4 separate regions of the Mus musculus genome follow, and all the other regions are linked to region 1. A link is a contact called in public Hi-C and promoter capture Hi-C data. All regions are on one chromosome and are shown on one strand. The core of a region is the stretch at or near the end of the contact, and the rest is flanking DNA. Distances in the headings are between cores, read along the strand shown. Region 1 overlaps Dixdc1 (DIX domain containing 1). Region 2 has its middle 24 kb from the start of Gm32462. Region 3 overlaps Ppp2r1b (protein phosphatase 2, regulatory subunit A, beta). Region 4 overlaps Alg9 (asparagine-linked glycosylation 9 (alpha 1,2 mannosyltransferase)).

Region 1 (5,522 bases), core at 781-3,280:
GCTTCTGACTGCTAAGCTTCCTGGCCATGTCTGCCTTCACTGTCTGTGCATAGAGGGTCAGCTCTAGAGAGCTCTAATGCCTTTGAGCCAATTAATGTAGTTATCTTCTTACAGAATGTCAGTCCTGGTATTGGTCTGTCAGAAAAATCTCACACCAGCCTCGAGAAGCCCTCCCTTAGCTGACTGCCTGTGAATTAGATAAATGGCATTGGGGCAGTCAGAAGCTGTGTTCGGGTAAATAGTTATTATTCCCATTCTGTGAAGATAATTTTGGTGCTTTGCTGATTTAGGTTGGTGCCAGAAGTACATAGTTTGAACCAAAATGTCCATAAACATGCAACAGAGAACAGGGGTGCACATCTGTACTCTCAGTACTCAGGAGATGGAGACTGGTGGGTCACAAATTTGGGGCCATCTAAACTACCTAGTGAGTTCCAAGCCAACCTGGGCTACACTGTGAGACCCTGTCTCAAAGGCCCAAGAGTCACCCACAGAGTCAAACTCTTAAGGCTACGAAGAGAGAGGAGGGAGTGTTTATTGGATACTGCTGGGTCCTTTCTGCTTTACCTCTTCATCTTTACATTAAATTATTTATTTATTTATTTATTTTGAGACAGGATTTCTCTGTGTAACAGAGCCCTAGCTGTCCTGGACTCTTTGTATTGTAGACCAGGCTGGCCTCGAACTCACAGAGATCCACCTGCCTCTCCCTCCATAGAGCTGCGATTAAAGGCATGGGCCACCACAACCTGCCCTACATTAAAATCTTTACTCCTACAACTCAGATGGTCACTGTGCACTTCTTAGAAATACAGAAGCTCGCTCAAAGAGTTTACACCTTCTGTATTCCATAATGCACAGTAAGTGGCAATGCATGTAGGAATTAGTACAAAGCAGACAAGGATGCTGGAGCAAAGAGGTCTTTTTGCCTTTTTTGTTTTTTGGGTTGGTTTTTTTTTTTGTATTTTTTTCTTTTTGTTTTTGTTTGTTTCTTTTTTTATTTATTAATCATTTTATTTGTTTACATTTCAAATGTTATCCCCCTTTCCAATCTCCCCTCCATGAACCATCCTCCCTCTCCCCCTTGCCTCTAAGAGGGTGCTCCTCTATCCACCCAACCACTCCCCCCTCACCCCTCTCGCATCCCCCTTCTCTGGCACTCAAAGAGTCTTAAAGACAAGGAAATAATTTTCTTTCAGGATTGACTCACACGATGTTGTGTGAAAAGGGCTTAGTTATGGCTCCAAGGGGTGAGAGGAACAAGTTCATCTTAGCTAGGGTTTCTGTCAGTCACTGTGATAAAAACAAACAAACAAACAAACAAACAAACGAAAAACCCACCACTACCAAAAGTGATTAGGAGAGGAAAGGGTAATTTACTTGGAAATTATAGTCCGTTATGAGGGGAAGCTAAGGCTGACTCTAGGGTGTTAATTCCAGAGTTGGGAGTTTTTGTGCTGTAACAGGTCCCTGTGGCAGGAGCCCAGCTGCTTCCTAGGGGGTGAAGGCGATCGACTTTCCACCCCAAGCCCGTGCTTTCCTGAGCCTGGTACCTCATTAACAGCCAGTTCTTTGTGCCTCACAACCCCACCTAGTGGAGAGCCCAGTGTGTCTGTGCAGACAGGTTCAGAAAGCAGGTGACCTGAACCTGTGAAGTACGCCGCGCGCAGTCTGCTGGAAATTATTCTTCAACATGAACTATGGTTCCACCTTTCATCTTGCAGATGAGCCAGACTCTCCATCATCCCGAGACTGGAGACCTGGGAGCCGGGGAACCTACCTGGAAGCCACATGGGAAGAACAGCTGTTGGAGCAACAAGAACACTTAGAAAAAGAAATGGAGGAAGCAAAGAAAATGATTTCAGGACTCCAGGTAGCTCTCTCCTTCGCAGTTTGTCCTCTGTGCCCTAGCTAATTATTCCTTTCAAGTTGGTAGTATCCGTTTGCACCTGATTCTAGTTGTGTGTGAGCTCTCCTAAAGACTGAGAATTCCTTGTTGGTGAATGTTTTAAGTGGACTTTGGGACTCTTGTTTACCGTCCAGCTGTTAGGATTTGTGCAAGCTCTGGCTGGCCCCTGCTGTGTAGGTAGGTGTCTTTTATGCACTTCCCGACCTCCAACTGCAACTTCTAACAAAGACTGTCACCCAGGAATTCTGCAGCGGACAGGGAGAAGAAGGTAGTAAAGCCACCAGGTTCCCATTTGTGTCTAGCTGAGGGACTTGGCTGCTTCCTCACCTGATGCCAAGGCAAGTGCCCTGGTAGCAGAGGTTTCCCTTGAACAAACAAAGCCCTTCATTTGTCCCTGCACCTGTGCTATCAGCTAGGGAAATCTCCCCCAGACATTGGCTGACCCACTTGACATAGAGCCCACCATGACCCCCTCGACCCTCTGTCCTTGTTCGATTGGCTCTGTTTGGAGGAGCCCTTGTAGTGTGCTGACGACCCTGAAATTACCTCGGAATATTCCATCCTGTTTGTGCTGGGAGCTGCACTGGTTTTGAATTGTGAAATATTTATGGACACGTAAACAAAGCCCACATTATGTGTGAGGCTCTGGCAGGCAGTGGAGGGTGGAAGGTGGAGGGCGTGCTCCCCGCCACTGACAGGGTGGGTAAACAAAGGGTTCCTAAAGAAAAAAGGAGATTGGTGCTTCTGTAAAGTGATTTGCATAATGTATGCCCCAGAACCCAGGCCAATTGGAGGAAAGTTTATATCGTAAACATTCCTCAGGTTTATGGTATCTGCTCCTTGCTCTGTGTTTAAAAATAAAATAAAATAAATAAATAATTTTTAAAAATCCCTTTCTGCCACTCCAGTAATGAGTACTTAATGACTTACTCTTGTTTCAGTAGGAAGTGTTCCATGAATTTGGGGGTGGGGTTGCTTAACCAGGTTTTTCTCCCCTGGAACAGTTTGCGTTATTTGAGCAAGGTATGTATAGCTATCAGTTTGGCTCTGTTTGGTTTGTGTTCCTTGGTTTAGGAGAAACTCAGTGACTGATGAAACAGAAATAACAAAAAAAGGAAGAGAGTTGACAAGCAGCGAGCGGCCTAATATTTCCTCCAAACAGGGGAGTTGGAAGTCACTGCCGCTCGATGACAAGGAGGATCCATTGTCACCGAGGAAGGGCTCACAGCATCCCACGACTTCTTAGCTGCTTCAGTGATGAACAAGTTGGATATCAAGCCACACGCAATATTTGTGACTTATTAGTTTGCCACCATTAGAGACCATTGAGCAGTCTGCCGCTGGGGTTACTGTTCTTTCAGTGTCTCGGCTTCTGCAGTTCCCTGCAGCCCGGAGGCTGTGTGCTTGCTTACCCATGCCGCTCCCCATGATTCCATGGGAAAACAAAGTTCATTTGATTTTCTCAGACATTATTATCAGTGTTTAGTGGAGAAAACATTGGCTGAATTTTTTTTTTACATTACATTTTCTTTTTCTTTTTTTTTTCCATTTTTTATTAGGTATTTAGCTCATTTACATTTCCAATGCTATACCAAAAGTCCCCCATACCCACCCACCCCCACTCCCCTACCCACCCACTCCCCCTTTTTGGCCCTGGCGTTCCCCTGTACTGGGGCATACAAAGTTTGCCTGTTATTGGCCGAATTTTAAACATTCTCCATCAACATGTCTGATGAATTTGTGTTATATTTATTAAAACAGGTTGTATTTATCCTCTGAAGCTGTCTTTAAAGTTGAAACAAAACTCTGACAAGGAGAACACAGTTTCCCATCCTTAACTCACCTGATAACATTTCATAAGGCCTCCTTGAGCAGGCAGGTCTAAATTCAGGCTCCTAAGTATACCAGAAAGCTGCTCTAAGAATAAGATTCCAAACCGGGCGTGGTGGTGCACGCCTTTAATCCCAGCACTTGGGAGGCAGAGGCACCTTTAATCCCAGCACTTGGGAGGCAGAGGCAGGCAGATTTCTGAGTTCGAGGCCAGCCTGGTCTAAAAAGTGAGTTCCAGGACAGCCAGGGCTATACAGAGAAACCCTGTATCAAAAAACCAAAAAAAAAAAAAAAAAAAAAAAAAAAAAAAAAAAAAAGATTCCAAGGCTGGTGAGATGGCCCCACAGGCAAAGCCTGGGCGGCTAAGATTGAGAATCTGAGTCGCATCTCGAACCCACATGTGGAAGGAAAGAACTGATTCCTGATTCCTGATTCCTGATTCCTGAAAGCTGTCCTCTGACCTCCCTGTGTATGCTGTGACTTGCATGCATACATGAACACACACACACACACACACACGAAAGATGGCTTGGCTGCTAAGAGTGTGTACCGCTCTTACAGAATACCTGAGTTTGTGTCCCAGCACCCACGTCAGACAGTGACTGTAGTAACTCCATCTCTAGGCTATCCAACACCCTCTTCTAGTGTCTGTGGGCACTGAAGTCACATGCACAAGCCCGCGCAGAGACATTAAAAATAAAAATAAACTTTATCAGAGCAAAATGCTGTATGGAGACAGAAGCAGATAGATCTTTCTGAGTTTGAGTCCAGCCTAGGATACACAGTGAATTCCAGATCATCCAAGGCTACATAGTGAGGACTTACCTCGAATCAATCAATAATAAAAATACATTTCAAAATAAATTTTGAAGGAAAGGAATGAGATTACAAACTATTACTGCAGTGTCAGCCATGGGTTCTTGGGAGAGGCAATGTACAGGGCCCAAAAGCCTGAGCTACCTGAGCTGCCTGAGCTGGGTATATCTGCCCCTCCCCTTTCTACTTCTTAATACTCTAATGAAAAACAGCCTGGCATTGAAATGAATGAGGCCATCTCTGTAAAGATCTATTCACGACACCTCCGGGGGTGAAATGCAGAACTATTAAAACAAACAAATAAAAAAAGCAAATAGTACCAAGACTGTATTTTTCAGTGGATTTCAGACAGTTCACTGTAATATACTGTAATCTTGAGACAGGAAAATTCCACACGATTTTAGATCTCCTTTCAGCTGGTAGAGCCGTGTGTGAACAACTCCAGGTTGATATGTTTGGACACTTCCATAGGGAAGGTTTGTTACTCTTCTGAGACCAAGAATCCTCAGAGCAGAGGGTCCCTGTATCATGGGGCTGGGTATGTAACTCAGTTGGTACAGTGCCTTTGTAGCTTGCACGGAGTTAGTTCTAGGTCCGATTGTATCGATTGTAAACTAGGCACAGTGGTAGATGCTTGAAATCCCAACACATGAGAGGTAGAGACAGAAGGACCAGAAGTTCAAAGCCATCCCCACATGAGACTCTTTAAAAATGGGAGAGGGACCTCTAGAAGGAGATGTGTGTCCTCAGGGCCATTGGAAGTAGGCAGAGGTTATTTATCATCTGGCTTCCTCCAAAGACGTGTTTGTGTCATCCACCAATTTCTATTGTGGTAAACTTAGCAAGCCTGACTCTAGACTGAACCAGGTGGCAGGGTATTCAGTTTCCTCCTCTCTTTGTGGTTTATCCAGGCTTTGCTACTCAATGGCTCTCTGCCGGAGGATGAACAGGAGCGACCCGTGGCTCT
Region 2 (5,522 bases), core at 871-3,370, 230 kb after region 1:
AGAAGGCAGAAGAGGGCATCACATCCCCTGGAGCTGGAGCTCTAGATGGTTGTGAGCAGAGAGATGTCAGAGCTGGGATCTGAATTCAGGTCCTCCGAGGAACAGCTTTGACCTTTGACCTTTGACCACTGAGCATCTTTCTAGCCCTACCTTAAAAATATCAGCTACTACTCCAGTTATGACCAGTGTAGAGGTTTTTGGGTTTTTTTGTTTTTGTTTTTTTTTTGTTTTTTTTTTTGACAGGATCTTTCTACTTGGTTATCCTGGAACTCATGTTGTAGACCAGGCTGGCCTTGAACTCACAGAGATCCTCCTGCCTCTGTTTCCTGAGTGCTAGGATTAAAGGTATTTATCACCAGGCCCGGGCACTTTAGAGATTTTAAAAACTATTTTGTTTTTAAATGTAATGACAATTTTTTTTTTTTTTTTTTTTTGGTTTTTTCGAGACAGGGTTTCTCTGTGTATCTCTGGCTGTTCTGGAACTCATTTTGTAGACCAGGCTGGCCTCGAACTCAGAAATCCGCCTGCCTCTGCCTCCCAAGTGCTGGGATTAAAGGCGCGTGCCACCACTGCCCGGCTAAATGTAATGACATTTTTTTCTTTTCCAAAATTAATTTTTAAAAAAATCTGCGTGTTCTATTATTGGGTACTAAGCCAGAAGGGTCAACTTGCTTCAGTTGGATTCTTTTTAGATGAACCTCTCAGAAAAGTAGTTTGCTCCTGTAGGAAGCCACAGAAGTTGGTGCAATGCTGCAGCAGACAATCCTGGTTGACAATCAGGGCTGTCCCCTGCCCTGTGCCCTCAACACCCATCATGTCCAGAGAGCAAACCTGCCATGCTGCACCATGCAGCTGCAAACAAGAAGCTGGTTCCTCGGTATCTATGGCTTGGAGGAAATGTTTGCACTACCTCCTACTGAGAACGCTGGACCCAGTTTTGCCCTCTCCTGCAGATGCTGCACCCCACCTCCAGTTATTCCAGGAAGAGAATGATGTTTGCCCAGTCAACAGCTTCAAAGGCTCTCAGTTAGGGCCATGCTTCTTTGGCTATGCCCCCCAATAGAAATGAGCCACCAGGATTGGTTCCGTGTGTTTCTGGTCCTCTGAGTGGGTGGGCTCAGCCAACGGATGCTGCTCCAGCAGTCAGCTGTGCCAGCTGCGAATAGGTAGTTCACCTTCATATGACTCCGTATGACTGGGTCCATTTCATTTATGACTCAAACATCCTCAACACACTGCAGGCTGCTTCCTTGAACTCATTTCTTCGGTTTATCTGCTGCTGCTGCTGGCTGTTATACTTAACAGGAGGATTCTGTCATGGGAGGGAACCCAAAGCAGTTAACATGGCTGGCTGGCTGGTGCTTATTCTAGGAATAAGACAGCCTCTTTGGACTACCGTGTGCACCAGGCATGCGTGTGGTGCACACATATGCATGTGGGCAAAATATCCACACACATAAAATAAATGAGTTAAAAAAAAAAGAAAAAAGAAAAAAACAAAACAACAAAAACCCTACAGCAACTGCTTCTTTTGGAGCACCTGTGCCCCCTGGTGGCAGATAGTAGTACGGCCTATGAAGACCCAGGCAAGAATGGGCTCCAGATCACTTCTCAGAGCTAAAACAAAAACAAAAACAAAAACAAACAAAAAACTCCCTCAAAATCCAGCCAAAGCCCACTTATGTCCTGTATTGGTTACTTTTACTAGTTACTTTTGCTTAATTACGATGAAGTAGCCGACAGAGGAAGGATTTGTTTTGCCTCGGGGCTTCAGAAGGTCAAGAGAGTGGGGCGCTGCAGGTGGCAGAGCCGACCTGCTTGTGCCACAGGCAACCAGGAAGCAGAGGAAGGGGAATGCCCTCGCGGCCTGCGCCAGCTCCTTTCCTTCTTCCTTCTCTCCAGGCCTTCGACTCCTGCGCACCACCCGCATTTAAGGTGAAACTCCCCCTCAGTTAACTGCTCTCCGGAACCGGCACACCCACCCAGAGGTGTGGGTCTGTGATAGCTTGGTTGTAATGCAGCCAAGTTGACAACCATGATTTCCCATCACAGGCCCCATCTATTTCACACCCAAATGATGGCCTGCGTCAGCCCGATCAACTCTCGTTCCAACGATTCCTGTATTGAGCAACCAAGTTCCTCCTTGCAACTCTTGGCTATCGGTCTACCTCTGCTTAGAGAAGCAGCTGTAGGCACCCATGACCTTTCCCTGTGTCCTCTCAGTGGTTTGCAGGCTGACTTCTCTCAGATTTCTTTTTCTTTTCTTTAGAATACACTTTTATTTATGTGTGTGTGTGTGTGTGTGTGGTATGTTTATGTATGTTATGTTTGTGCGTGTGGTATGTGTGTGTGTGTGTGCACTGTTTGTGCTATGTATGATGTGTGTATGTATGGTATGTATGATGTGTAAATATGGTGTGTGTGTGTTTGGCAGGCAATGGCAGGTCAAAGGACAAATTTCAGGGGTCTCTTTTCTCCTTCTACCTTGCTGAGTCAGGGTAATTCTTATTCCTGTTACTCTGGTGGCCCATCTCTTACTGAAACTCATAGCTGGCCCACGACTTTCCAGGTATTCTGCTGTCTCCACTTTCAGTCTTACTTCAGGAGAGATGGGATTACAGATGTGAGACACCACATCTGGCTATGGAATCGAGGTTGAGACTCAGGTCATCAGGCCTTTTACCCACTGAGCCATCTCTGGATTTCTCCTTAATCTCCCCTAATCCCCCATACAGTGTTCACTCCTGTGGCCTGCTTCTGTGAACTGTGGTTATCATGTGAACCTTGTGAAACATCACCTTGCCTTGAAGGAGCCTACTTGGTTCCAGAAAGGATGCTGCTGCCTTGTGGCTCTCAAAGAGATGGAAGAGAAGCAACCCCTCCCAGCCCCTCCTTGTCTCAGCCTCAGACCCTTGCTGGGAGGCCTGACTTGCCAGGTCCTCACAAACCCACTCTAAGAATTTGCTCCCATTACACAGGGGAAGAAATCTTCAAGATACTGTGAGGATAACCAGGAGCCTGGGTCTGAAGGACATTAGAGCTCCAAACCACTGCATTTTATATACTGTGTTGAATTCACTTAAAAAAATTCATCAAGTTGGGTCTGGAGAGACGGCTCAGTACTTAAGAACACGTACTGCACTTGCAGAGGAGAGGGCTTGAGTCCAGTTCCTGAAACCCCTAACTCCTGTTCCAGGGGATCTGTTGCCTTCTTCTGGATTTTCTAGGCACCTGCACTCACCCACTATGCATACATAATTTAAAAAGTAAAAATAAAAAGTAAAAATTACCAAGCTGAAGGATCATCTTTCCCCAAGTTCTCTCTCTCTTTTTTTTTTCTTTCAGAATTTCCTGATTTGAGCAGCTGCCGAGGGAGCCGTGCTAGATTACACTCGTTTGAGGAGCAGATTTGTACCCTGTAGGATGCAAGCCCTCACTGTTTGCTTCCTTGGATGCTACCATTTGTCCCTAACACCTATTACCAGGCCATGTATGCAGATGCTGCTCCGTAGCCTTGTTGGAGAAATAGTGAACAATTTGATGCGGAGAAATGGGAACAATCTGACAAGTGCTGATCTAAGCTTATTTAAATACACATGGTAACAGTTTTACACATCCGGGTCCCCAGGCAACCAAGAGGACATTGAAGCTGATACATTTTGACAAGTGTTATAATAGTAAATATGTATAAGGCATTTGTCTTAGTCAGGGTTTCTATTCCTGGACAAACATGACCAAGAAGCAAGTTGGGGAGGAAAGGGTTTATTCAGCTTACATTTCCACGTTGTTGTTCATCACCAAGGAAGTCAGGACTGTAACTCAAGCAGGAAGCAGGAGCTGATGCAGAGGCCATGGAGGGATGTTACTTACTGGCTTGCTTCCCCTGGCTTGCTCAGCCTGCTCTCTTATAGAACCCAGGACTCTCAGCCCAGGGATGGCATCACCCACAAGGGGCCCTTTTCTCTTGATTACTAATTGAGAAAATGCCTTACAGCTGGATCTCATGGAGGCATTTCCCCAACTAAAGCTCCTTTCTCTGTGATAACTCCAGCCTGTGTCAAGTTGACACAAAGCCAGCCAGTACAACATTATAATAAATGGGAAGCATGGGACCCAGTGAGTTAGAGAATGGTGTGGTGAGGGGAAAAGTTTGAAGTATTCTATATGTCCCCCCTGGCCAGATGTGTTAGAAAAAGCCTAGTCCCTTTGAGCATGATAGCTTCCCTTCTGCTGGCTGAAGCACAGTGAGCAGTGTGGAGAGCTGAGCCTGGGCTGGCCTTCAGCCCTTGCACCCAAGCCTTCCCAAGTGCCTCTGGGCACTGAACCAGTTGCCCAGTGCTTGTGACCACCATGAGTGTAGCTTGTTCTTCAGTGAGGATTTCACTGTGTGGAGACGATTTGCAAAGGAAAACGTAAAAGGAAGAGGAAACCCAAGGTATTCTCCAGGGAGGAAATATTCCTTGGAATATGCTGACCATGGCTTGGTGGTTAATCCTAAACAGTGTTGGAGACTGTTGTATGTGGTAGACAGAATAATGACCTCATGCGATGGCCTCTTTCTAATCCCTGGAACCTGTGAAGGTGTTGGATGCTAGTGGGTCTATCAGAATATCTGAAATCAGAGTATCTGAAAAGATACTGGGGGAGTCCTGACACAACCACCAGTGTCCTAAAATGGGAAAGAGGAAGAGGCAGAAGGGCAACAGCCATGTCATGTTAGAGACCCTTGACTTGTTCAGGTGTCTCTGTCTTTAAGGACCAAAGAGGATGCTGGCCTACTTTGGAGGCTGAGAAAGGAGGATACTTCGAGTCCAAGAGTTTGAGGCCAGTCTGAGAAACACAGTGAGGTAGTGAGAGCTCTGCTTAAAGAGGGTGGGGGAGGGGGGAGAAAAGGGAGGAGAAAGAAAGAAGGCTAGAGCCAAGGGAAGTGAAAAGGGGAAGGAAATGGGGTTTTCCCTACAGTCACCAGAAAACACAGGTCGAATGACACTTTGGATCCAGCAAAGTGAAACCCTTTCTGGACTTAGGACCTGCAGAGCTCTAGTTATGTTTCTGTGGTGTAGAAGACTCACTACAGGAAGAATAAGAGCAAATGTCTATAGAGCCAGAGGCAGCCAGTGCTCAGGGGATTCATTCAAGGTCTGAGGGTCCTGGAGCCTGAGAGGCCAGTTAGGATGCTGATGGTGTATGTAGTCTAGCTTCCTAAACAGGCTATGGCCCATTGCATAGGCGCATGTGGAGTTGGAAGGGGACTTGGGAACAGTCAAAGGTGCCTCGAAGTACAGCAATCAAAAGTTAACTCAAAAAAGCATGCAGCAAATCTCGGTGTGTCTGGCTGTGCTGTTCCACGCTACATCAAGGGGCTGCACTGCGGTCTCCTGGAGAGTCAACACACACTCTTTGCACTGTACGTGCCATTACCGCACCAGCAAGTGCTGCCCGTGGCCCCTCTGCTCAGATTCGAATCTTCGTATGCTACCAGTGACAGGGTTTTTACTGTGGGACAGCTTCCGTTCTTTGAG
Region 3 (5,522 bases), core at 1,553-4,052, 180 kb before region 1:
GAACGGAAAACACAGAGACAGGAGACAAGGAGCTCTACTCGCACAGCCCATGCTCAGACTTCAGTCAGCAGAGAAACACACACCAAGATGCCCAGAAGTGCCTTACACACACACACACACACACACACACACACACACACACACACACGAGCTCTTTTTCATCTCGTACATAATTTGTGCTCCAGACCTCTCCTCCATTCTTCCTTTAAAGTAGAGCTAATGAAGCTGGAGAGACGGCTCAATGGTTAAGAGCACTGGCTGCTCTTCTACAGGTCCTGGGTTCAATTCCTAGTAACCACACAGTTGCTTACAACCATCTATAATGGAATCTGATGCCCTCTTCTGTCCTGTAGACATATAAGAAGACAGAATACTCGCATGTATGCACACACACACACACACACACACACACACACGGACGTAAAGGGGAGCTAAGGGCAGCACCTGTGTTTTGCTCCTAGCTACTGGTTTTGAATGATCAGTCTTACTACAAGGCCATGTGGCAGGGTTCCAGTGCCACAGTACCCAGAGACTGAGCTTTGACCAAGACCTCAACTGCACTCAACTCTACTTGGCCAGAGGCCTACTGTGTCTCTAGCACCTCTCAATTCTGTTTTCAGAGGAATGCAAGCCTTTCCCAAGTTCTCACTCCTTGTTTTGTCTGTGTCTGTCTTTCCCTTCAAGGTTAGGCTGATCTGAAAGGTTTCTTTACATATCTAATTCTATCAGTTCTCACTAACTTTGACTGGATACGTATCTTTATCCTATAAAAGATAAATTTATGAGGTACCCACCACTTAACTTTCCCTCACTGAGCCCTGCCTTCTTTTTTGTTTGTTTGTTTGTTTTGTTTTTCAAGACAAGGTTTCTCTGTGTAGCCCTGGCTGTCCTGGAACTCACTCTGTAGACCAGGCTAGCCTGGAACTCAGAAATCCACCTGTCTCTGCCTCCCAAGTGCTAGGATTAAAGGCATGCGCCACCACTGCTTGGCCCCCCTGCCTTCTTGTCACACTGCCCACGGACAGAAACCCAACCTTCATACCCTCCCCCCAGCTTCTCCAGACTCCTCAAGTCTTACAGCAGAGAAGCTTCATGCCAGGGAGGGATAAAGGGATAGTTCCCAAGAAACCTGCTCACCACTCACTGTATACCACCTACGGTGCAAAACATCACTCTTCTTCAAATTATAAAAATCTAACCGAAACTACAAAAGCTGGGAGGAAGCCCATGGCAAAGGCCCGCTCTCAGCTGCCAGCCACCCAATGCATCAGGGATCCTGCAGTCCATGAACTCCAACCTGCTAACTCCCAAGCTGGAAGGAACTCAGGAGGCGGGATGCTTAAGTCACATAGAGCCACCACCTACACAGAACAGCTGTCATTTCTCAACTTGTGGAAGACTGGAACCTTAACAGGCCTTCCTAATTTGAAGGACAGAAAAAGGCCAGTCTTAATCCTTAATTGCTTTCAAAGGAAGTAACAGAAAGGTCTCTGGGAACACCACTGACAGGGCTACTTACACCCAAAGTAAACTTGGTTAAATAAAAAAGTCTCTTGGATGGGGAGATGCCTTAGTGGTTAAGAAAATATATACTGCTCTTACAGAAGACTGGATTTCAGCCCTCAGTACCTAAGCCAGAGGGCTCACAACAACAATTCCAGCTCCCAAGCAGGATCCGATGCCCTCTTTGGCCTCCAAGAGTACACCCGAGCACAAGCACAAACTCACATACAGATACACTACTTACACAGACACACTCCTTACACATACAGACACGCTCCTTACACATACAGGCACGCTCCTTACCTTGCACATACAGACACGCCCCTTACACATACAGGCACACTCCTTACACATACAGGCACGCTACTTACACATACAGGCACGCTACTTACACATACAGGCACGCTACTTACACATACAGGCACGCTCCTTACACATACAGGCACACTCCTTACACATACAGGCACGCTACTTACACATACAGGCACGCTACTTACACATACAGGCACGCTACTTACACATACAGGCACGCTCCTTACACATACAGGCACGCTCCTTGCACATACAGGCACGCTCCTTGCACATACAGGCACGCTCCTTGCACATACAGGCATGCTACTTATACATACTTACAGATGCTTTCCTATGATTTACCAAGTTTTTTTTTAAATAAATGATAATTAAAAACTTAACTCGAGAAAAAAGGAATAAAGAAGTCTACACTGTTATTTAAAGTACAGATGTATCCATACATGCCCTAACACACTGACATACACAGCTTCATAACCTCCCTTTACACTCTTAGACATATGATGCAAATGCGCTTTTAACAAAACCACCTACAAGTGTAAGCAGACACAGATATTCTTATTCTTTTCCTACTACCTAGTCACAAGTACCCAAAGATAAATGCAAGCAATCTATAGAGTCTACACAGCACACTGGGACCACAACAGGCTGCTTATCACACCCACCAAAACACGGACCCAGAGCCCACGGGACATAGCACATGAAAATTGAAGGCCCTCCCTGATACTGAAGCTGCTAAGGCTAGGACCTGGCACAGAGGGCCCCTCTGTCATCAGCTGCCAGGGAGATAGACATGTGCACACACTGCCCTGAGGCATCACCAGGAAGGCACCTGCTCATTCCTGTCCAATCTCAACTGGCCTGAGCTTACATCCGCCAGCACAGCAGCAGCAGGCAAAGAAGAAACAATAAGCTTTCCTTTCATAACCCCGAAGCTCTGGCTCTGTCCCAGGGTGCAGCACACATCCCCACTACTACTGGACCTTTGCACCTCATCTCAGAAAGCCCACGGAGCCAATTCTTTCCAGCCAGGTCTGTCCAGTCTCAGCCTGCTCTTCAGATACTGAAGACGCCAATGGCAGCAGGTCGGCTGCAAACCCTGGCGCTGGAGGAAATGTCCAGCTAAGAATCTGAAGCTCAAAGGCAGCAGGAAGTAGAAGAGGACAGACTTACTCAGCACAGAAAACACACTTAAAACAGAAAATAACGCAAGTACAAATGTCAGCCTGTAGTCAGCTTGCACCTGCTTTAGTCCCAGCACTCAGGAGACAGGCAGAGCTGCACAATGAGACCCTGTCCAAATTAAGTACGTGAAATGTTTATGTAATAAGGGGAAGCCAGTGGAACCTCACCATCCTTTCTTCCGCCTTACATTGTCAAGGCAAAGGAGTATCCCACAGGGTTCCTCTGTAAACAGTATGTGTGAACACCACAAACATGCAGAAGCCTGGACTCGCCACAGTCTCTGTGTTTAACTTGTCTACTCACCATGATCCACAAGCCAGGCCATACACAAAGAATTGAGTTTTTCATCAAAGAACTCCACACCCTATGGATATAGAAGATTCCATTAGTAAAAATTTCCAAAGTTAGGACAAGATGTTCTATTTACACTGCACAGTAATCACCTAAGAGCTAAAGGCACACCTGCACACAAGCTGAACCACAAAAGCCATAAAAACAGTAGCATGGAATTACAAACCATTACACTATCATAGAAAGCAAAACCAAGGGAGTGAGCGCCGAGGGCCGCGCTTACAGAAGATGGGACTGAGCCACCCACACACTCACACACGCACGCGCAGGGCTGAGCAGAACAGAACAGGCCAGCACAACACAGGAGGAAGTCTGCAGAACAAATCCAGACATCATGGGAAAGCCAGTTACCCAGAAAAATAGCTGCTGAGGGCTTTGGGGGTCGTCCTCTCTCCTTTCTAGTTAACAAGTCCTTGAGCACGAGGCAGGGTACTCCAAGTGACACCAACAGAGGACAGTGTTTCTAGGGCATGGCAGAAGGCAGGAGAGAAAAGAGGAGGCACCAGTGTACAGGGCAAAAGGCAGAAGTAAGAGTTGGAGCCTGGCTCCCCAGCCTGCTGGTCAGTCCACACAAGCTGGGAACAAACCCTGAGACCTCTGGCCACAGGGCACACACACCACACAGGTAAGCCCAGGATACACTTTCCGGGTGCCTTCCTTCTGAGGCCATTATGCAGTTTTTTTTTGTTGTTGGTGGTGTTTTTGTTTTTTGTTTTTTGTTTTTTGTTTTTGAGACAGGGTTTCTCTGTGTAGCCCTGGCTGTCCTGGAACTCACTCTGTAGACCAGGCTGGCCTCGAGCTCAGAAATTCACCTGCCTCTGCCTCCTGAGTGCTGGGATTAAACGCATGAGCCACCACGCCTGCCTTCATTATGCGTATTCTTCTGGGTCAATTCTGAGACCTTCCTGACCAATGACCAGGGCTCTGTGCTTTACCCAGGACGGCTTCACCCTGCCTGACCAATCCTGGCAGGCATTTCGTCCTCAGACTCCTATTGTATCCCAGGCTAAGGAGTTTCTGTCATCTCCTCAGACAGTCTGCAGTTTAACTCTATTCACTCATCAGGCCTACGAGCCGGGCTGGGGAGTCCTGAGAACATTTTATAAATTGACCAAAAATTTACACAAAAAGAAAAACTAAGACTACATCTATTGAGGCAAGAGAGATGGCTCAGCCATCCAGGACATTTGAGGCTCTTACACGAGGCCTGGGTTTGGTTCCCAGCACCTACATGGCAGCTCGCAAAGGTCTGTAACTCCAGTTCTAGGGAATTACTCTGCTTCCACAGGTACCAGGCGTGTATATGCTTCACATACCTATACAAGGAAACCATTCTCTCTCTCTCACACATACACACACACACACACACACACACACACACACACACACACACAGATCAATTGAAGACCCAGAAATTAATCCATAAACCTATGGTCACTTGATCTTTGACAAGGGAGCTAAAACCACCCACTGGAAAAAAGACAGCATTTTCAACAAATGGTGCTGGCACAACTGGCGGTTATCATGTAGAAGAATGAGAATTGATCCATTCTTATCTCCTTGTACAAAGCTCAAGTCTAAGTGGATCAAAGACCTCCACATAAAACCAGAGACACTGAAATTAATAGAGGAGAAAGTGGGGGAAGGCCTCAAAGATATGGGCACAGGGGAAAAATTCCTGAATAGAACAGCAATGGCTTGTGCTGTAAGATCAAGAATTGACAAATGGGACCTCATAAAATTGCAAAGCTTCTGTAAGACAAAAGACACTGTCAATAAGACAAAAAGGCCACCAACAGATTGGGAAAGGATTTTTACCAATCCTAAATCTGATAGGAGACTAGTAGCCAATATATACAAAGAGCTCAAGAAGCTGGACTCCAGAAATTCAAACAACTCCATTAAAAAATGGGGTACAGAGCTAAACAACGAATTCTCAACTGACAAATACCGAATGGCTGAGAAGCACCTGAAAAAATGTTCAACATCCTTAGTCATCAGGGAAATGCAAATCAAAACAACCTTGAGATTCCACCTCACACCAGTTAGAATGGCTAAGATCAAAAATTCAGGTGACAGCAGATGCTGGCAAGGATGTGGAGAAAGAGGAACACTCCTCCATTGCTGGTGGGATTGCAAGCTGGTACAACCACTCTGGAAGTCAGTCTGGAGGT
Region 4 (5,522 bases), core at 1,615-4,114, 140 kb before region 1:
TTCTCTCACTGGGCTCACGGTCTCATTGAATTCACATCAACCTCTGAAGACACACACAGCCGTAACTTAGCATGTATGCTCCTAAAGCAGCAACCAGCACACAAGCTGAGAAGAGAAGTCAGACGCTGAGAACTGGATAGGACAGGGGAAGCATTCAGAACACATCTTTCCATCTCAGACACCTCACTGGAGGTGTGTAGTTGCCTCACCTCTGGTGACCCTTCTTCCAGTTCCTCTGGCTCAGGAGACCGCCAGGTCTTCCCAGTCTGTCTTTCACAATGTGTACAGACTTATTTGTTAACTTGCTGGATGCCCCGCTATTCCTACATTTAGATCTCGGGGACTGAGTATGTCTTACCTATGCCTGGTACAACTGTATGATGAACAGCACACATATTGGAAGGATGGATGGGTAGCTGAAGGATAGGCAGATAGATAAAGTACATCACGCTAAAGAATTCAGGTGCGCTCAACCATCCTGAGCGCCATCAGGTGACAGCATAAATGCAGGTATGAAGGGTAGATAACAGACAAGTCCTACTCCCAGTGAGGAATCCCAAGTCCAACAGGTTGTGGTTTGGGTTATACATCTTTTTTTTTTTAAAGATTTATTTATTTATTATATGTAAGTACACTGTAGCTGTCATCAGACACTCCAGAAGAGGGAGTCAGATCTCATTACAGATGGTTGTGAGCCACCATGTGGTTGCTGGGATTTGAACTCAGGACCTTTGGAAGAGCAGTCGGGTGCTCTTACCTGCTGAGCCATCTCACCAGCCCTGGGTTATACATCTTGCCAAGGACAGACATGAAGTGAATCAAGAGACACCCCAACTCTGCAGTGTTGGGGAGTGACCCAGTGTGGAGTCATCGGAAAATTAGCACTAAATTCTAAACACAGCATTCAGCAAGGAGGATTTTATAGGCAGATCTGAGCACAAAATTATAAAAGGAGAAAGCACAGGGTCTCGTCAGAGCACAGCACAGAGCATCCTTTGGGAACACAGGTCTTCTGCAGTCACCACACAGAGCCACTAACGGCTAATGACTTCCAGAAGTAAGACAGATGCTGCTATTATGATAGCGTGCCCACCTCTCAACTGGGAAGGAATGAGTCTGTGGGCTGTCTGACTCGGTTTTTAGAACAAGTTGGCTGGAGTTCCCCTGGTCTGACACTAGCTGCTGTTCTACATTTCTTCCTTCTTTCATCTGTTCTGACTCAGAAAGAAGGGAATCCCTAACTATGACAGTTTCTCCACCATTAGGATCTGAAGCAGCTTTAACTGATAAGACGACTTGTTAGACTACGTTGTTTCTGAAGAAGAACAGCTAAGCACTGGAAGATGGAGTCTGCATATATGCACACATTCACACATGTGGAAACATAAATCACATGATCACAAACTAAGACAAAACGAAAACCTATCAAAGTTCATGCCACAAGGCCTGTAAGGAAATGCCACAGGCCTTGTGACCTGAAAGAACACAAGCGCTGAACATTAGAGTTGTTCAACAAAGGATAGTAGGTTGACTATAACTGAATCAGTAAGGAACAAGATGTAAGATAGGTGTCACCATCATAGAAACCCAAACACTCTACCCCAGTAAGAGAGGCTCTTAAGCAATGCTGGAATGGATCAGCTATGCACAAAACATGTCCAAGCAGCATAACTAGCTGACAGCTCAGAATGTGCTCTGATTCAATGACCATCCCATTTATCGGGGTCTGAGAGCACCCTGCTGTGGAGACTTAAGTCTGTACTTGCTGACATGAGCAGAAGACTGGCAGCTAGTCTCCCCCGAAACCACCAGCCGGTGCAAGTGGAAATACTGAGTCAATTTGCTTAGACTGCACTCAATGGGTTTCCCTCCCATTTCTACCTGTCTGTCTGTCCATCCAGCCACTAATTCCCTCACTCAAACATTAAAACCACATTTAGCCTTGCTGGTTCAGCCCCACTGAGTACTTCCTGGAACTGCTCTTTGCTGTCTCTTCCATGTAGTGCAATTTTCGGTGAGATGTTTTCTATACCTCTCAGTGCAGAACTGGCCCTTCAAAGCACCTTTAGCTCTAAAGACAATCTGGGTTTTCCTTCACGTTCAGTTATACTCAACCTATCCTTTACTGAGCACTGCTAACTTTCAAAAGGCTTGTATGGGCAAACATAAGGGTGCTTTAACAGCCTTTGGGGGGGACACGGGGTGAGGACATTGCTTTATAGTCAGTAAGCACTCCAGAGATAATTCACACCCCTATTTCACAAGCGTGGACACAGGAGCATGGCTAACATGCTGTACTTGCTGGAGGGCCCGCCTAGGGACAGGACACAATGCTGCATCTCCAGCTTTTAGAACTCTCCCGTGGAAAACACTCCTGAGTCTACACGTGGAAGAAAAGGCCAGCCTCTCAAATCAGATGATCTAGTCTGCTCCCCTAGCATCCAATGCTCACCTCCACAAGGAAACGGAGCTTCAAAAGCAAAAACAGGTTCTGTTTTCTTCTCAAACATTTTAGTCCTAAATCCATGAGGCAGAGCAGAGCAAAGCAGGAAACTACACAGTGTGGGAGGAAGGAGGGAGGGAGCTACAGTGGCCCATGGGATGGCGGCACAGCTGATTCAGAGTGCCCATGTTAACAAAAGCAATGGCATTCTAGAGGCCAAATGACCTGTCGGGTTCTAGTTCACAGAGTTTGCCAAGTCGCCCTGACCCATGTGACTGGTATAACACTTAACTTTCAGCAGTCTATCCAGCACTCGGGCCACCGTGCTGACCACTCAGAGTGACCTCCAAGGAGCTGTGAGGTGGCTAGGTCAGAAGTCTACTGAAGCACAGGCATGGGTATGTAGGGACTCATGCTCCTGACGTGTACAGCATCTGGCATAACACCCTAGCTTCTGCACCAGTCACCTTTAGCCAACGTTCAGAACAGTGGGGTTGGGAAAGACTTGCTGTTAGGCAACTGGAGCCTTCTGACCTGCGGTCCTGCCAAGGGTTGGGGGAAGTGCTCTTCAGTCTTTTCCCATCTGGTAGTGAATGAGGGATACAGGCAGCACACGACAGTGTCTCGCAGGCTCAGTCCTGCTCCTCAGAACCTTATCTGGGCTTTATCCATGTGGCAGAAGAGCACTGGAAACCATCTCAAGAAAAAGACTCTGGCAAGCTTTAAAGTTTGAAATAAATAACAAGTATACTTCGCCGCAACAGTTTTTCTTTCACTAAGGTTCAGGCTTCTGACAAGACCCTTACCTTGCTCCTGCCTCCTTTTCACCATTACATAAATCCAGCTCTAAGAAAGTAAATCTAGGGGCTAGAGAGATGGCCCAGCAGCGAGGAGGACTTGCTGCTCTTCTGGGGAGCTGGTGTTCGGTTCCCAGCATCTATAACAGGAGGCTCACAACCACCTGCAAATCTCAGTGCGTACACATACATACATGCATTCATGCATTCACACACAGATAATAAAAAAATAAGTAATAAAAATGTAAAAATAATAAAAAGACTGTAAAGCCCACCAAGTCATATATTTAAGAGCCTCTAATATGCTGAGAATCATAAAGAAGCTGGAACAAAACTGATGATGTCAGTTGCTTGTCAGTTGCTTGGTCCATTAGCTTAAAGCCAGGGCCAACCTGAAGCACTGAATCTCCTCGTCCGTCTACAGCACTGGCTCAGTGAGGAGATGTGGAGATGTCTTTCCACAACAACAGAAAGCAGAGCTTGCTGGACTCCACAAGGATTAAAAGGTTTGTTCAATTTGCTCTTCCTAAATGTCAGCAGATTTGAATGATTAGGGAACTAAGACATTAGGCAACATGCAAGGAGTTTGAAGCCAAATCTGGCCAAGGGTAGCTATGTTAGATGGAGATCTGAGAAAAGTATTTGGGGGAAATGGGGAGGGGCAGGAGCTGAAGGGGAGACAGCAGGCAGAAGCTGACAGAGAATGAAAGACTGTGAGAGCAGTGAGCTGACAGTGTAACAGGACATGAATTCTGCCGTTCCTGTTTCTCCTCGGCACCAGTGAGGGAGGCGAGGCACCACAGTGCCTGGCATACAGAAAAAGCACTAGAGCCCACCACTCGCTGGTCATGTGGAGAAACTGATTCAACGGATTCTTCCCTAAAGACCAGATAGCATCTGCACTGTGCATCAAAGCCTGCCTGCCCAGGATGTGGTCTCCTGTCCATCTGGGGAGGAAGGGGAAATGGCCTTCAGGGCTGCCCCGTTCCGTCTAGTCAGAAATCTTTGAATTGAAAAATAGTTCAGGAGGAGAACGGCATTAGAGAAGCTGAGGAGATTTTATAACATGTCCATACAACTCTTCATCCCTTGAGCATGGCTGGGGCTTGCTTCCCACCAGCAGCAGGATGAGGGAGAAGTCTTCCAAGGCTGAGTCCTAACAGCAATGGAGTGCAGCCCCCATGTGAAAGGAAAGCCACAGGCAGGAACTCTGGGTGATAGCCTCCTCTGAGATCCAGCCGAGAGCTAGTCTCAGGGGCCAGAGGTGTGGGTGAGAGAGTGGTAATGCCTCAGTTAGCATCTGATGGCCAATGCAAGAGAGACCCTGAGGAAGAGCTGGCCAGGAGCCAGCTGTGGTCTTCCTTTACAGCTATAAGAATGGGTGACTGTCACACTGCAGTAAGCTTCCAACTAACCTAACCTTCACAACACATACTCTGGTAAACCTGTTATTGTACAGAAATAAACAGTTCTGCCTCTGCTGGCTCCCACTAAGCAGACCACCCTATCACAGAGCACACAGACCACCCTATCACAGAGCACACAGACCACCCAATCACAGAGCACACAGACCACCCTATCACAGAGCACACAAACCACCCTATCACAGAGCACACAGACCACCCTATCACAGAGCACACAGACCACCCTATCACAGAGGACACAGACCACCCTATCACAGAGCACACAGACCACCCAATCACAGAGCACACAGACCACCCTATCACAGAGCACACAGACCACCCTATCACAGAGCACACAGACCACCCAATCACAGAGCACACAGACCACCCAATCACAGAGCACACAGACCACCCTATCACAGAGCACACAGACCACCCTATCACAGAGCACACAGACCACCCAATCACAGAGCACACAGACCACCCAATCACAGAGCACACAGACCACCCTATCACAGAGCACACAGACCACCCAATCACAGAGCACACAGACCACCCTATCACAGAGCACACAGACCACCCAATCACAGAGCACACAGACCACCCTATCACAGAGCACACAGACCACCTTATCACAGAGCACACAGACCACCCTATCACAGAGCACACAGACCACCCTATCACAGAGCACACAGACCACCCTATCACAGAGGACACAAATGGATAAGGTGTACGGGTGCAATGGTTCTCAGGCCTCAGAGTTGCTGGGTTTACCTCTGCTGGAAGGTAATTAAAAAGCCACACACTGTCTACAGACATTCTCTAGATTAGCCAGCTAAAGTTCAGGTTTCTGTGCTGGGCGATGAAAGAGCAAAGCAG

What was found. A called contact is a pair of places that touch in the nucleus more often than the background predicts. Capture Hi-C pulls out chosen DNA fragments and counts their contacts.
Region 2: a promoter capture Hi-C map of liver shows a contact between it and region 1. The contact joins two enhancer-like sites. A contact is called at or near these places in 1 of 15 datasets of contacts at CTCF or cohesin (CD8 T cells) and 2 of 9 other capture datasets (adipose tissue and liver).
Region 3: a promoter capture Hi-C map of liver shows a contact between it and region 1. The contact joins two enhancer-like sites. A contact is called at or near these places in 1 of 115 datasets of contacts at active chromatin or transcription factors (pancreatic cancer cells) and 2 of 9 other capture datasets (liver and pancreatic islet).
Region 4: a Hi-C map of liver shows a contact between it and region 1, with 1.6 times the contacts expected there. The contact joins two enhancer-like sites. A contact is called at or near these places in 3 of 39 promoter capture datasets (the 3T3-L1 cell line and stem cell-derived epiblast-like cells), 2 of 484 Hi-C or Micro-C datasets (the P5424 cell line and liver) and 3 of 9 other capture datasets (adipose tissue, liver and pancreatic islet).

Annotation. Positions count from the first base shown.
Region 1 is chr9:50,689,894-50,695,415 of GRCm38.p6, reverse strand. Dixdc1 (DIX domain containing 1) reads left to right here. Exons shown (of 20, transcript NM_001374656.1): 7 at 1,725-1,873; 8 at 5,467-5,522. Among named protein-coding and RNA genes, the nearest start is that of Gm39337, 4.6 kb to the left of the region's middle. Within about 2 kb of position 2,030, at least 35 of the 459 cell types and tissues checked have an H3K27ac peak or open chromatin away from gene starts, as enhancers often do. A contact at or near this core is called in liver, where this site is marked.
Region 2 is chr9:50,459,154-50,464,675 of GRCm38.p6, reverse strand. No RefSeq gene overlaps it. Among named protein-coding and RNA genes, the nearest start is that of Gm32462, 24 kb to the left of the region's middle. Within about 2 kb of position 2,120, at least 110 of the 459 cell types and tissues checked have an H3K27ac peak or open chromatin away from gene starts, as enhancers often do. A contact at or near this core is called in liver, where this site is marked.
Region 3 is chr9:50,871,486-50,877,007 of GRCm38.p6, reverse strand. Ppp2r1b (protein phosphatase 2, regulatory subunit A, beta) reads right to left here. Exons shown (of 15, transcript NM_028614.3): 11 at 3,301-3,361. Among named protein-coding and RNA genes, the nearest start is that of Gm25558, 14 kb to the left of the region's middle. Within about 2 kb of position 2,802, at least 22 of the 459 cell types and tissues checked have an H3K27ac peak or open chromatin away from gene starts, as enhancers often do. A contact at or near this core is called in liver, where this site is marked.
Region 4 is chr9:50,832,608-50,838,129 of GRCm38.p6, reverse strand. The region is part of intron 14 of Alg9 (asparagine-linked glycosylation 9 (alpha 1,2 mannosyltransferase)); the gene reads right to left. Among named protein-coding and RNA genes, the nearest start is that of Ppp2r1b, 22 kb to the left of the region's middle. Within about 2 kb of position 2,864, at least 71 of the 459 cell types and tissues checked have an H3K27ac peak or open chromatin away from gene starts, as enhancers often do. A contact at or near this core is called in liver, where this site is marked.